Linked DNA regions of Hordeum vulgare: region 1 is linked to region 2. The links are chromatin contacts, called in public Hi-C maps. All regions are on one chromosome and are shown on one strand. Each heading gives the region's core, a stretch centred on a gene start, on an enhancer-like site or on the middle of the called end of the contact. The rest is flanking DNA. Distances are from core to core; before and after follow the strand shown. Region 1 has its middle 28 kb from the start of LOC123452506. Region 2 has its middle 51 kb from the start of LOC123452503.

Evidence for each region. A called contact is a pair of places that touch in the nucleus more often than the background predicts.
Region 1: a Hi-C map of leaf shows a contact between it and region 2, with 2.4 times the contacts expected there. The contact joins two enhancer-like sites. A contact is called at or near these places in 2 of 6 Hi-C or Micro-C datasets (both in leaf).

Annotation. Positions count from the first base shown.
Region 1 is chr5H:538,451,725-538,459,378 of MorexV3_pseudomolecules_assembly, reverse strand. No RefSeq gene overlaps it. Among protein-coding and RNA genes, the nearest start is that of LOC123452506, 28 kb to the left of the region's middle. Within about 2 kb of position 1,883, at least 2 of the 3 cell types and tissues checked have open chromatin away from gene starts, as enhancers often do. A contact at or near this core is called in leaf, where this site is marked.
Region 2 is chr5H:538,325,055-538,332,223 of MorexV3_pseudomolecules_assembly, reverse strand. No RefSeq gene overlaps it. Among protein-coding and RNA genes, the nearest start is that of LOC123452503, 51 kb to the right of the region's middle. Within about 2 kb of position 3,448, at least 3 of the 3 cell types and tissues checked have open chromatin away from gene starts, as enhancers often do. A contact at or near this core is called in leaf, where this site is marked.

The DNA of each region.
Region 1 (7,654 bases), core at 634-3,133, 130 kb before region 2:
CAATAGCAGGATCATACCATGCCCATGGGCCCACAAGCCCGACTGGGACATCAAAGCCCGTAAAACTCCTGCCATCGCGCAGCAAGAGGCATGTTGTTGGCATCGTTGCCCCGTACAAGCTGCTCCTCCTCCTCACCACGCAGAGGACATCGAAGCAGCGCTGGGTGCTGACCCGCTAGGACCCAAATGGGGCCCGTAGGGCCCAGATTTAGGTCGGGGGCGCGTCGCCGGCCACCCCACGCCACCACGCCGCCCCGCCACCAAGAGCAGCGCCACCACCTCACCCACCGTCGGCAATCACCGCCGGGTCGCAGGACTGCCACCAAGTTGAGATGTAGTGCCGCTGCCCCCTGCCCCGGGAACGGGAAGAACACACGCGGGGAAAGGAGATACCTCCGCCACCAACACCACCCGGACCAGGGGCGGGGCACCAGTTGGCGCTGGCGGGGGGGAGGGGGGGGGAGGGGGAGGGGGAGGAGTTCGGGCCGCCCCGGGAGGCGACGTTAGGGAGGGATCTGGGAAGGGGAGGGGGACAAGGCACGAGCCGAGCGCTACCGACGGTTGGAGGGCGAGGGGGGCCGGCGGCGACGGGGTGGAGGCGGGGGAGGAACCCTAGCGGGGGCTAGCGGGAGCGGGGCCTTAATTCCTTGAGCTTCAGGTTTAAGAGAGAGATCAAGTCCTCCTCTTTGAGCCACTACTTCATCAACAGCCAGTGCGTCTGCTGGCCGTGATCTGGTTCAGATGGTGCCACTGCAACGGCGACACGACGACCAACGCGACGGCGTCGGCCATGGCCTAGATTGGTATGTGGATTGGATGGATCCTTCCTCTTCGACTAGGGTCGGGTGTGTGGCAGTGGATTCGCTGGGTGGGGATGGTGTGTTTCGCGTGGGGAGCTTTTGAAGGAGAATTTTTGGCAAGAGTTGGTAAGGGGAGGTGCGTGTGGCTTCGTCCAAAACGAGCGAGAGATCGCGTGACAGGAGGCCGCGCATCCGAGGCGACCAAACGATGGGAGTCACTACTTAGGAAGCGCTCCTTCCTGAGCCTCCCAGCAAGCACTCCCGCGCGCAGCCACTTGGCGTTCTCAGCCGACGCCGCGTGTCGCGTTCTGAACGCTTCCTTTGGATTTTTTCTATGCGTTTTGGGCTTTTAAAGTGGGTTTTTCTGATTTTTTTTTGATGTTTCGGTTTTCATCGTTCTTTCTTAGATTTGTGATGAATTTTTTTCCAAAAAAAATAGTTTTTTTTTCACGAAAAACGTGTTTTCTGTTTTTTTTCGCGAGAGACGCGGTTGGAGAGGCACATTTTTACCTTCGCGGGAGGCATGGCCATGCCTCTCGGAAACGAAAATACGCGTTTTTTTACGAGAGGCATGATTTTGCTTTCGCGAGAGGCACGGTTTTGCCTTAGCGACCGTGCCTCTCGAAAAGGAAAAAAACGCGTTTTCTAGGTTTTTTCCTGGGAGGCACGATTTCGCTTTCACGAGAGGCACAATTTCGTGCCTCTCGAAAAGGCTTCTGTGAGAGGCACGGTTTTGTCTTCGTGTGCCTCTCGAAAAAAAACGTGAAAACGGTTCGTCAAAAGCTATCGACATGGGATCTAATTGTAAAGATCTCGACGCGAGAAATCTAACAATGAAAACGGTTCGAAATTTGGACACACGATTTAGAAGATAAAATATTTTGAAAATACGTATCTTAGAAAAAAGGAAAAACTTTTAGGTTGAAGTGGCATGCATCTAGTGCCCCACTTGTTACAATTTAAGAAGGTGGGAGTGATCTTTAAAAAGAATATTTCCTAATTAATGATTTCGCTGGAATCAGTGTGCACGCTGCCTGGGCCAGTTGGGCCAAAGATTTGTTACCGGGCTCCGTCATTTGATCCAGGCCCGTCGTGGAAGGTGGAAGCCCAGAGCTATCCTCGGTCTATATATACACACACTCGGGTCCGTTTAGCTACATGATTCCGGTGCCTGCCTGCTGCTCCCAACGTACCAACAACTACTTGATACTAATACAGTCAAGCTCTTTTTAGACCATAGACAGTTGAGCATGTAACGCCATGTACGCATGGGACACTGTACGCGTATGATACCTCCCCCCCCCCCCCCCCCCAAAAAAAAAACCCACACACACGCGTGCGTGCGTTTCTTCAAAGTTCGGAATGAGTGGCATCGGGAAAACAGCTTTGACTCCGCGCTCAAAAGGTCTTGAGATATCGTGCCTACCGGTGGTCGTGTCGCGTAGCTCTCTTTGAACCATGGCATCTAGAACTTGCACTGGCAAGGGCAGACCCACGAAACTGTGAAGCGAGTCGGAGTATCTGATGGTCAGTTGAAGTCCAACAGAAAACCGCAGTGGTCAACTTCTCCCATGCGTGCACTCATGTCCTAACGAGGTTTGGGGTATGGCAGATGCAATTTCTTTGTTGCATCACATTTCATAGATGTCACAGTTTTTTTCTCGGAATTTGCGCATCGATGAACTTGGCCAATATGGGGTAAATTGGAATGGAAAATTACGGAATTGCAAATTGAAACTTGCATGAATCAACTGGGAACGGTGATTTGTAATAGAAAAAACATGAAGAACCATGAATCTGTATGTACACAATACTGGAATCTTCCTTCTTCGTATGCATGTAGTCCGACTACGTACACATAGATTCATTATCTATATAGATGTGATCTAATCTCATCCATCAATTTAACCCTTCTCTTCCACTAATCACCCAATCGATATTGCTTTATATGACCTTCGCGTAAGACAATATTTGTGGTCATGTTGGCAAAATTGAATTACTTTGTGTTTTTTATATAGATCAAGAGTATTTTTGTTTCAAAATATATTCACTATTGTATCTGTATCTCTCCTTATTCACTCTATATCTGTTTTATGTAGTATCTGCTTCCACATTGCAATTTCTAATTCTTTCTCTCATTCACTAAAGCTTGCAAAAACTAGCAGCCATAACCATTTTGCTCTATTTCCATTCATATATCCAATATACAGCTTGCATTATATAATATTAATTGCAGTTAATGATAATGTGTAATTATTTCGTTCATGGCATCCCCAAATTATCCTACGTTGATTTTCTTTGAACTGGGATAGCAATAGCATGTTCATAAGCACCATATTTGGCTAACAAGAACCACAATCTAACAATCCCAGCATCATTATAAGCACAATTTTTCTTTTCCTGATGGAGTAATTTATATGACACACACACTCAACAATATTGTCACAATTTTGTCACATGTATGCTAACCTCCATGTGAGCCGAGGGAGTGAGGGACTTAATAACCTTTCTTGGCATGCGCTTTATGAGGTAGATGGTGGTGAGAAATGCCTCATCCCAAAACTTCAGTGCCATGGATACGTGGACAAGTAGAATGAGACAAAAGTCTAAGATGTGATGATGTTTGCTCTCGCTAGAAGCATTATTTTGGTGAGCATGGTGACAAGAAATATTGTGAGAAGCACCAATTTTCTAGAAAAAAAGCATTAAGTTTATGATATTACCTCCCCGATCTATTTGGATGTTTTTTTATTAAATTGCCACTCAATAAGTTGCTAGAAATCATGGAATTTTTTAAAGCTCGAAGAAATAAATTATAAAAACTTACTATAGTCATCAATAAGACTCACATACTAATTATTGCGACTCACACAAGTAGGAGTAACACCCCCAAACATCCAAGAAAATCAACTCTAATGGAAAACTAGACACACTCTTCGAAGGAGGATATGGAAATTGATGAATGTTGCCCGTGACTCATGAAAAACCGATGCATTATTAGAATCAACGGGAACAAAAATTTAAATTTCTTTAAGAGTTTTTCAGATGATTGAAGATGTGGGATTCTTAAATCGATTGTGCAACCTAGCAACCATAGACTTGGTGACATCAAGACCACGTGCGGCTTGATTATTCTTCAACGGGTAGATTACCTCCCTCAATCCATAGTGCGAGAGAACTTTTCCCAAATAAGTGTTATTATCATATGATGCATGTAAGAAATATTCTTTGTGGCACTAGGAACAATGAAGGATGCTTTTAAGATGAAGGTCACAATTTGGGGTTTTAACGATGCATGACCAATACAACTAATCTTTATAATTATGCCACTGGCAACATGATCTAATCATCACCATGATACCTACCATATACCGCCAGTTTGTCCAATTGACCTATTATGTCATCTCTGGTTCCGGGATCTGCATGTCGTGTCAATGCCTTAGTAACTATGACAGACATGTGTTGCGTTCTAGGTCATGGAGGCTTTGATCGATTCGCTTCAATCCAAGACTCCATGGCCCTGTTTGAAGCACAATTGAGACATGGGATTCTTGGATGTATCACCATCATAACTCTGGCACTGGTGGAAGTTGCCACATACATCTCCTACAACAATTTTCCCTGGAAAGGAGGGTTACCCCCGGCCTCTCCATCCTATGAGGCAAACACTCATATTCATTAAGTTTAGAGCATCACACGTTGAGTACATCATACAAAGAATAGTAACGAAAACAAAGCTAGAAATAACCAGACACTAATAAGATATAATGATGCAAGCACATATCCTATTATTGTGTCGTCATCCAGCCTTAGCAAAGAATTCCCATGCAAACATCTCCAATTGAGTGCACCAAAATCCATGAATCCACTGTCCTCCACACGAATCAGGGTAACCATGCATGTATGAAGCATGTGGTTATGTAGATGACCTGCATGGAATTTAAAATTTTGATTTTTAAGCTAATTACGACAATTCTGTAATGCCTAAAGTAATGCACAAACATTGACAAATATGTGCCTTAAGCGAGGAGGAAACTCCCCACAACTAGTTACAGACCATATTCACCATGCTAGTTGGGGGTAGCAAATCTAAAACTACATGTATCTTTTGCCACACCAATATTGCAAACAGGCAAGTGATGAATAATCACACATAAACAATATTTGTTTGCATCCCAGCCAATGACGCTTGGTTGGGTTACCTTTGGTCAAAATGTCAGCTTTATGTATGAACCACTTAAAGATATTTACTTTTAGGGGGGGGGGTTATTAACTTTCAAATGTATTTATTTATAAAGACCAGTGTTGATAACGTTAGCATACACCTACAACATGAAAGCCATCATGGCGTGCCCGCTAGAGCGGCCACTACCACTGTTGTGATTGTCGTGGTAGTATCATTTGCCATCACCATGTCCACGTGATGTGGCATTGGCAGAGAGATACTGCCTGCTAGAGCTTCGATCCATCCATGCCTCGAAGGCCAGAACCTACAAGTACAAGTTGTGAGGATGATTGTATCCATTTTGGCGGACATGGATGATACCAACAGATTGTTGTGTGTGTACAATCTGGCAAGGAGCGTCGATATTTGGCCGTCGTCATCGATCTTCTTTCCCGCTACAGCAAGTTCATTGATGAGGCCTCTCATCTCAGTGAAGTAGGCATTGGCCAACATCTCGTTCTTCTTCGTGTTCGACAGCTGCATTCGTTATTGAATAATGCGAGCACGAGATTAGGAAAAACAATGCAAGGACTTCCTTACTTTCACTTCAAACGAAAAAAAATGTTTTTGTTTTCTCGAAACATGGTATTTTATATCTTGTTTTCACATTTTCCGTATAGATCATTCTTGATTTACCGGTCCCCACAACGCTTCACAACATTCACATCATAAGAGCAAATACAATAGAGTTGAGTCAGCTGGCTATAACGAATAAACTAATATATTTTTGTTTAGTTAGAGGAAAGAGAAGAGGAGAGAGAAGGTAAGAGCAAGTACAATAGTATAGCCAGCTGCTGGCTATAAGCCATTGCCATGTCATCTATAGCTCATCTTATAGCCAACATGTACAATAGTTCATTGCAAAAGTGTACTACTTCTTTATTATATGGTCCACCTTTCATACTCACAAAATGCCTAGGAACACGTGATAGAGCTGGCTCTTAGCTAAGAGCCCGCTTACCTTCTCTCTCATCTTCTCTTTCCTCTTACTAAACAAAAATATATTAGTTTATTCCTTATAGCCAGCTGACTCAGCTCTATTGTACTTGCACTAAGCGGGCTCTTAGCTAAGAGCCGGCTCTAGCACGTGCTCCTAGGCATTTTGTGAGTATGAAAGGTGGACCATATACTAAAGAAGTAGTACACTTTTGCAATGAACTATTGTACATGCTGGCTATAAAATGAGCTATAGATGACATGGCAACGGCTTATAGCCAGCAGCTGGCTATACTATTGTACTTGCTCTACTGTCTCGGTGAAACAACGCAACATACACTCTTACACTTAGAAAGGCTATTTTTTTTTGAACCGAGGGAACACGATCAAAGACTCAAATCCTATGTCTGCTGAGTCAAGAACACGAGACACGGGCCAGCAACATATGCTGGACGCTAGGCATAAGTCTAACACCTGCTAGTAAAGTGCTAGCCATAAATCTAATTTATGGCATATTAAAAGTTGATATTTTAATCGATCCTTACGCGTAGCCATCAAATTTGCCTTTTTTTTCTCTCCGTCTTGTTAGAATAAATTCGAGGCACACCGTCGATCATCCAAAGACCAAGCAATCACACGAGCACGGTACCGAGATTTGTTAACGAGGTTCACCGATATGGCTACATGCGTCAACAGGTTCAACCGGAGAGCAACACCGACTTATGACAGGCATCGGGCCCTCTCCCCCCAAAAGACTAACCTTTTAGGAGGGGACACCCTCACCCTTATAAGTCGTGTTACTTCTCCTCCCACAACCGATGTGGGACTAAACCCAACAATCTCCCCCTCACACATCGGTCACCATGGGTCTGCTAATACCAGCGTCTCCAGCCCACCAACCATGACCGATCATCCGTGAGTCCACCGAGATTTATTCCGGACACCTGGGCTCTGATACCAATTGTTACGCAATTCCGGGTCCGCTAACACTAGCGTTTCCGACCCACATGCGTCAACAGGTCTAACCGAAGAGCAACACCGACTTATGACAGGCCTCGGGCCCTCTCCCCCCAAAAGACTAGCCTTTTAGGAGGGGACACCCTCACCCTTATAAGTCGTGTTACTTCTCCTCCCACAACCGATGTGTGACTAAACCCTACAATTGGTATCAGAGCCCAAGTGTCCGAAATAAATCTCGGTGGACTCAAACTCCACCTTGGCGAATATTCTCCACCACCTTGAGTTCATCCATGCGTCAAACTTTCATGTACATTGGACTTGAGATACGCCATGAGCATCACTGCTACTCCCAGACTCCATGTGACTCCACCTACAACTGTAGTCCCTTCTCGTCTTCTTCACAGTCAACCCTTGAGCAAAGTTAAGTTTCTTATTACTCTACTTTGTGCTTCCAACTTTCGGAGTATCCATTCAACGCCATCACACACTGATCACTGACCTGCATGAAAGTGAACAACCCATATTTTGGATGCCACGTATAAGAGTTATCTGAACTCAACATCCTCGCTCTTCCTTGACCGTCGATCTGAAAATTGAAGGAATTTCACCGTCGCCCTGTGTCACCCCGGAGTCAAATTCGTAGTTGTCTCATCCTTTTCCCGGATAGTTTCTGACATGTCCCAAAGCTATAGCACTCCGCCTCCTTCTGTACTTGTGATATGCACCTTCCGGT
Region 2 (7,169 bases), core at 2,199-4,698:
TTATTGAAAAATGAATTATGGAAACATATCATAGGCACAAACGAACTGATCATTCTTTTATTGCACTATATTTTTGGTTCTCCTTCTGATGAAGATTCGAGAACATCATTTACCAGAATAGTTTCTGGTCGTATGTTTGCAAATTTTCAAATTCCCCAATAAACTTATTTGCCTTTTAATAAACTCATGGTGTGGTTTGACCATATGTTTGAGGGTTTGGTAATCATATGTACGATATTTATCTAACCACACATTTGACAAGCTTAAGTGTTGTCTTTGTGATCATTTGAAAATGATCAATTTCCAAATAAAAGACAATTCTGTCATTGGTTGTCTTTAGCCGCCACTTTACTTTGAAGTCCTCATGGCTATATTTCGTTGCCACGGACTTGGTATATTCAGTACCAACAAGATTTTCAAATGATGGTATAGCACCTGTTGGGTGAATATGATGATTTTAAGGAACTTTATATGTTTCTTTACCATGCAAAATGGTAGTACCATCATAAGGAGATGTAAAGTGTATCGAGGGCTTCTCAACCAGATTTGCATAGGAAAATGTTTGATCATGAGATCTCAACTTCAAGTTGATTTTATAATTACCAAAATTGTAAGTTGCGATAGACTTGAGCTCTTGAAAAATTATTGGGTGATCATTCCAAATGTGCTCGGGGCAGCATGTTTCTCTTAAGGGAAATATTCAAGGTGAATAAATATTCATCCATTATGTACTTAGTTTGAGAACTAAGTGAAGTTGACGACAGACAAAATACATATAAACATATTTAGCTATTAAGAGAATAGCCATGACATATATTTCGAAGGTGGAGTTATAGTGGACACAAGTGCCGCATGTGGATATAATGACTGATATGATGAATCATCTTACAATAAATACTCTCACCAAATCATGCATTTACTGTATTTGGAAATGTCAGTCATGCATTACTTAAAAATGCTAATGCATTTGTTTAATTTACTTCTTAGAGTAAAATAAAATATATGGATGAAATGATCTTGTTGAGCACAATCCGTCAAGGTGATGCTTGGTGAACATGGGGTGTAAACCTTCAATATACTGCATGCGATGAAATCGTTGCTAATGTTTTGGGCTTCATTCGTGAGAAGAAGTGTGACTTTATAGTCACGGCCAAAACATAGACTTTGCAATTTTAACATTGCTTAGTCACTATGAAAATAACAACCACAATGTGATGTGGATCTTGCAATATTGTTTGAGACACTCGTTATAAATTATGGTGTCCATCTTGATGGATGGATGACACTATAATTATAAATAGTGACGTAGGCTCTATTGCCATGCATTTTACGAATGTAATAGAAGGTAATCACAGGTATATGCAAATATTTTCATAGTTTTCTATGACATATTCAAGCACAATGTGCAAGAACAATATTTACCATGAGAGTAAAATATTTTAAAGAACAACAACAATAAATGCTTCAGAGGAGCAAATTCTAATACGGCTGATGTCTTATAGCCATATGTGTAGACCTCAATTTATATAGGATAACACTGTGAAGATAATCACCAATATGGTGTAGATCTCGCAGTAATAGAAAACATAGTCTGACTATTGTCAGTAGATGTTCATAATTCTATTACCTTATGTTATGCTATTTGTAAGAAAATCACTTTAAAGGTAGTCATCTGTCAGAATAACATGATGTAGACCTTGCAGTAATAATGGATAGTCTGCGAAATTTTGCAGTAAATGCCAATATTACCTTATGATTTCTTGAGGTAGTCACATATAATATTAATATTTAAAAGAGCACTTTGAAGGTAATTATCTTGTAAATTTGACAAGATGTAAACCTCACAGTAATGATGGATAATCTGTAAATGATGCAGTAGATGCCATCGACACCTTGTGATTCACAAATAAAATATGGTGTAGTCATATTGAGTATGACACTTTGTAATCCTTGTTTGAATTACATTTAGATCCAAAAAGGAAATAAAAATCCGTTGGAAATATATAGTTGTTGTATTGAAAATCCAAAGTGTGTTATATGTGATGGCTTGATTACAAAATATAGTAATCTAGTGAAACGTAAAGTTTGTTAGCCTTAAGGCTGACCAAAAAGTACATGAATTTAGCAATACCCGATGGATGTCCAGCAGAAACAGAACATGAGTGACGTATCAGCATTTTCATGGACTTGTGTGTTGTTCGAATGAATTCCGAGCACTAAATTGCAAAATAGCCAAAGGGATAAGATTTCCCAATCTTTCTCCCGTGTGGTTCTCCTGTGCAGTTCATGGAGTACGCCCCTACACATAGCACGCTTGAAGATGACGGCACGCCGGACGTCGATGGCCTCCGTGGCTGCGCCTGGGAGCGTCGCCACCGGGGAGCCGCCGCTTGGCTGGGAGGGGCTCGTTGCGCCGCGCGCTGTCGGAGGGCGTCGTGTCGCCCGCGTGCTGGAAGAGCCGTGCCAGGGGGCGCGGGCACTCGTGCCGCGCTAGCCGTCCGCATAGCCTCTTCGGAGGCAAGGCTAGAATCGCCGGGCGCCATATTGTGCTGCAGTGTCTGGAGGTTTCTATGGCCGCCGGCCGCCTCCGCGAAGGCCGATGGCCATGGTTGCGCTGGACAGCGTTACGTCGCCGTTGGCCTTGTCCAGCAGGTTAGTATTCGTGTGTGAGAACAAGAAAAATTGGATTAGGATCAACTCATGATGTAGCAATTAAGGTTCAAGAGTTTTGATCTGTGTACTTCGTGTGTGAAGTACGGAATCTGATTTGATGCTACTAGTTCGTGACTTGACTCCCCTTTTTTCTTATTCGATTTATGCTTCCTGATTCATGTTCTTCTTGGTTTTTCTCTGTTCTTCATAAGGAAATACACAGTTCTTCCTCCTATACTTCTTGTTTTGCGATTCCCAAAATACAAGTAGTTATTAGATCTTAGATTGATTGCAAGAAAACAAAGACAAATTGAACAATCTCCTGCTACAGTTTTCCTCTTTTACGAATGTATGCATGTCCATGGATTATTTCTGTGGACTTCGTCGAGACCATCGAATCTGCAGCGATGACAAGAATTCTCTTCTCTCGTGTGGCCTTTTCTCAGCGGAGAACAGAAGTGCATGATAACGTGTGAAGAGTAGAAGAAGAGAGGAAGCAAATGATGGAACGGTTATCTCATTGATTGAAGTTTTGGGTATATATACCCCGGTACAGAAGCGGTTTACAAGGAACAGTTGCCAATATAAGCAACCGACATAAGCAGGGATTATCTCCTAATTAATTTAATTAATTTATTCCTAACAACCAGAACGACGCAAAAACACCACCAAGGATGAGAGGTCCACCATGCCCAATCCCACTGCCAGGCGAGCCCTCACAAGAGCCCAGCGTGCCGGCGAGATCCAGCAGAACTAGCAGGGCCCGTAGCCCACGAGAATCACTGGAGAGCACGGTCCACCATGGCCAGAACCAGAGGAGCCAAACATGGGAGGACGCACCTGCCACGACCCTGATCCTCCCTACATAGCAAGCCATGTGGCCAACACACCGCCGTGGAGTACACACCGTTGCGCAGCCGCGCTGCGGCGCCCTATGCCAGCATCACATTTCGGAGCATGTACATCTGCCCCTCATCGAGAATTCAAGTGGGCATGCGGCATGCCACTCCAATCCTGTATGTTTCCAATTCCTCTGTTTTGGAATCCTGCAAATGAAAGAGGCCCTTATATAAGCCGATGGACATGCATAAAAACATGCTCATGTTCTAAGGCCATGTTTGTCTAAAAATGGAGATAAAGGTATGCTGTATTTTCTAGCATAAAAATATTCATGTCTTTGTTTCTCTAAACAAAAACCTTTGTATCTTTTTTTCTTTTCAAAAAGAAGGAGAACCACCGGCCAGGACGATGCATACAACAATATATTATTAAGTGTAAAATTCAGTAACCGAACAACATCTACCCGGAAACAAAACATAAAAAACCCGAGGCCGCATGCCTCGCGACAGTAAGTCCATCGAATAGTCACTAACCCTATGTTACAAGACGATATCAAAACAACACCTAGGCTACGTCATCAAGAAGGTATCGTTGCACCTGCGTCGATTATCGCGAGTCCAACACAAGGTTGAACTTCGATTTCTTATCCTCGAAGCCAAACTTCAATCTACCATCTTCAGCAAGGACATGGCACAGGTGTGTCTGATCAAAGATTTTGTGTTTTCACCTGATTGCATAAACTAGTCATTGAAGCAGTAAGTACTATCATCCCTTGTTCGTCTACCAATGCCTCAATTATCGGATACCTCTGAAGAAGACACCAGAAGACAATGTCTCATACCGCCTCACTCCCACCACTCTCACACCATCTTCGATCCAGCACAGCAACATGCACAATGCTCAGCGTTTCCGTACAGAACACACTTGATGTACCGGTCTGCACAATGCTTCAATGGATACTAAATATACCATCGTCCTACCCATAGCAAGGATAATTTTGGTGAATCGATGGCACATGGCTTAGCCTCAGATCCTACTGTTGTTGAGTGAAGCACACTAGACACTGGCGAACAACATATGATGGATGGTGGGCAAGTAATCAACCGATGTATATTATTTTGGGTAATCCAAACAACATTGAAGTCTTGCATGTTGTGTCCGGGGGTACGAGTGCTAGTCCTAGTCTTAATAAGTTTTGCTTAGACGTGAATAGTTTCTTATCCAATCTAACGGTTATAGATTAGTAGATTATAGGCAAGAGTACTAGTCCGTGTCCTGATAGGTTTTTTAGGTGTGTGTTCGTGTTGTATTCGAAAGTCCGGGTTGAGTCAGTTTGCTAGCCGTAGAGTTAGGTTGAGGCATATATATATGCGTGTATACGCTCCGTTTTGTAACATTAGAAAAACGAGAAAAAAACAATAAAGAGATTTTTACGAGGCACGACACGTGCCTCGGACTATCTTCGTGTTGTTGCGTTCACGTGCGTGTGTTCTGGTCTCGGTGTTTGCATGAGCGACGGCAAGATATCGAGTGCTACAGCTAGTTCGTATACGTCAACCCGAGTTACGCGTATACAACTAGTCGAGCTGCAGGGTGATCTTGTGTTCGGTCCTGAGGGCGAAAAGCCAATAATTGGTATCTAGAGCAAGGTGTGGAAGCTTCGTCGTCAAGTTGCGTCACGGTGGAGTTGTCGTCGCCGTCAAGTTGTGTCACGGACGACGGAAAATCGAAGAAGAGGATCATGTCGACTTCGAAGGCGAGTGGTGGTGGTGTGACCATCCAGTATCCCATGCTTGATGGTGACAATTATGGAGTGTGGGCCGTGAAGATGAAGATCTTCATGCATGCACGTGGGGTCTGGGCAGCAGTGGATGGTGAAGGCGCGGTCGAAGAGACAAAGGACCAATAGGCTTTCGCCGCCATAGCCCAAGGTGTGTCTGATGCCGTTTTCATGTCTATATCGGAGAAAGAGATGACAAAGGAAGCTTGGCAAGCACTCAAGGAGATGCATGTTGGAGATGATCGTGTCAAGAAGGCATGTGTTCAAGCTCTAAGGAGGGAGTTCGAGAGGATGAGCATGAAGGCGTCAGAAGGGGTTGGTGAATTTGCGCTAAAACTAACCTCCCTGGTTAATGAGATGCGAGCTCTCGGATCAAAGATGGAGGACATCGTGGTTGTGGAGAAATTACTACGAGTTGTTCCCGACAAGTTTTTACCGATCGTTGGCACCATCGAGCAGTGGGGCGATGTGACGAAGATGTCGGTGATGGAGGTGATCGGGCGGCTAAAGACCTATGAGTTGACATTGAAAGGACGGGAATGTGACCAAGAAGAGGAGCAGTTGATGTTCTCGCACAATAAGGAGAAAGATAAGCTGAAGTACCAGAAGTTCGACAAATCTAAAGTTTGTTGCTACAATTGTCAGGACTATGGACACTATTCTCGAGAGTGTCCTAATCCGTGGAAGTAGGCAAAAAAAGGAGCACGAGATTCTGCAACTAGCTAAAATGGACGTGGATGACGGCCCAGGGTTGCTTTAATGAAGAGGTAGCGGCGAAAAAAACAAAAAAAAAAGTCATGTCTTTAGTTTTTTGTTTGTGTCTGAGTCGTTAGTGTGTCTCGGCGAGAAGACGAAGGCCAACGTGAAGATGGATGCGCACCAGTTAAGTTGAGTTCCTGCATGAGAGGCTATGTGTTTAGTCTGTATGTAGCACACTAAGATGTGACGGTGTGGGCTGGTAATCCAGGTGATATGTTGGGTTTAAGTCAACAACTCAAAAGTTTACATTAGGGGGTGAATGTTGGGTAATCCAAACAACATTGAAGTCTTGCATGTTGTGTTCGGGTACGAGTGCTAGTCCTAGTCTTAGTAAGTTTTGCTTAGACGTGAGTAATTTCTTATCCAATCTAGCGGTGATAGATTAGTAGATTATAGGCAAGAGTACTAGTCCGTGTCCTGGTAGGTTTTTTAGGTGTGTGTCCTGTTGTATTTGAAAGTCCAGATTGAGTCAGTTTGCTAGCCGTAGGGCTAGGTTGAGGCATATATATATATGCGTGTATACGCTCAGTTTTGTAACACCAAAAAAACAAGAAAAGCAATAAAGAGATTTTTACGGGGAACGACACGTGCCTCTGGCTATCTTCGTGTTGCTGTGTTCGTGTGCGTGTTCTGGTTCCGGTGTTTGCATAAGCGCCGGCGAGATATCGAGTGCTACTGCTAGTTCGTATACGTCAAGCCGAGTTACGCGTATACAACTAGTCGAGCTGCAGGGTGATCGCTTGTTTGGTCGTGAGGACGAAAAGCCAACATATTACACCTTTAATATGTGCTACTGAACCACGACTCATATGTCTAATTTATGTCATATTAAAGCCTTTTATTTTGGTTTGTCCATATAGCCAACAACATTTTTCTCTCTCGATCTTATATGACCCAAACCTTTTGATTGATCAGCTACATATAAGTCCTCCCATATTCTATTCTTGGATATCCAACATACCTTGTTTTTTGGTCGAGATGGCCACAACACCATCTCTGCATAGTCAGCTATCACATCACTTTGGTCGTGTCTACGCACACAGGCATTTCTTCGGAATGAGAGGCCCAGGGAAAACTTTGATGATGAGATAAGGAGCTGATGCAACTGCCACATTCTCTCAAGAGACTGACAGCTTGT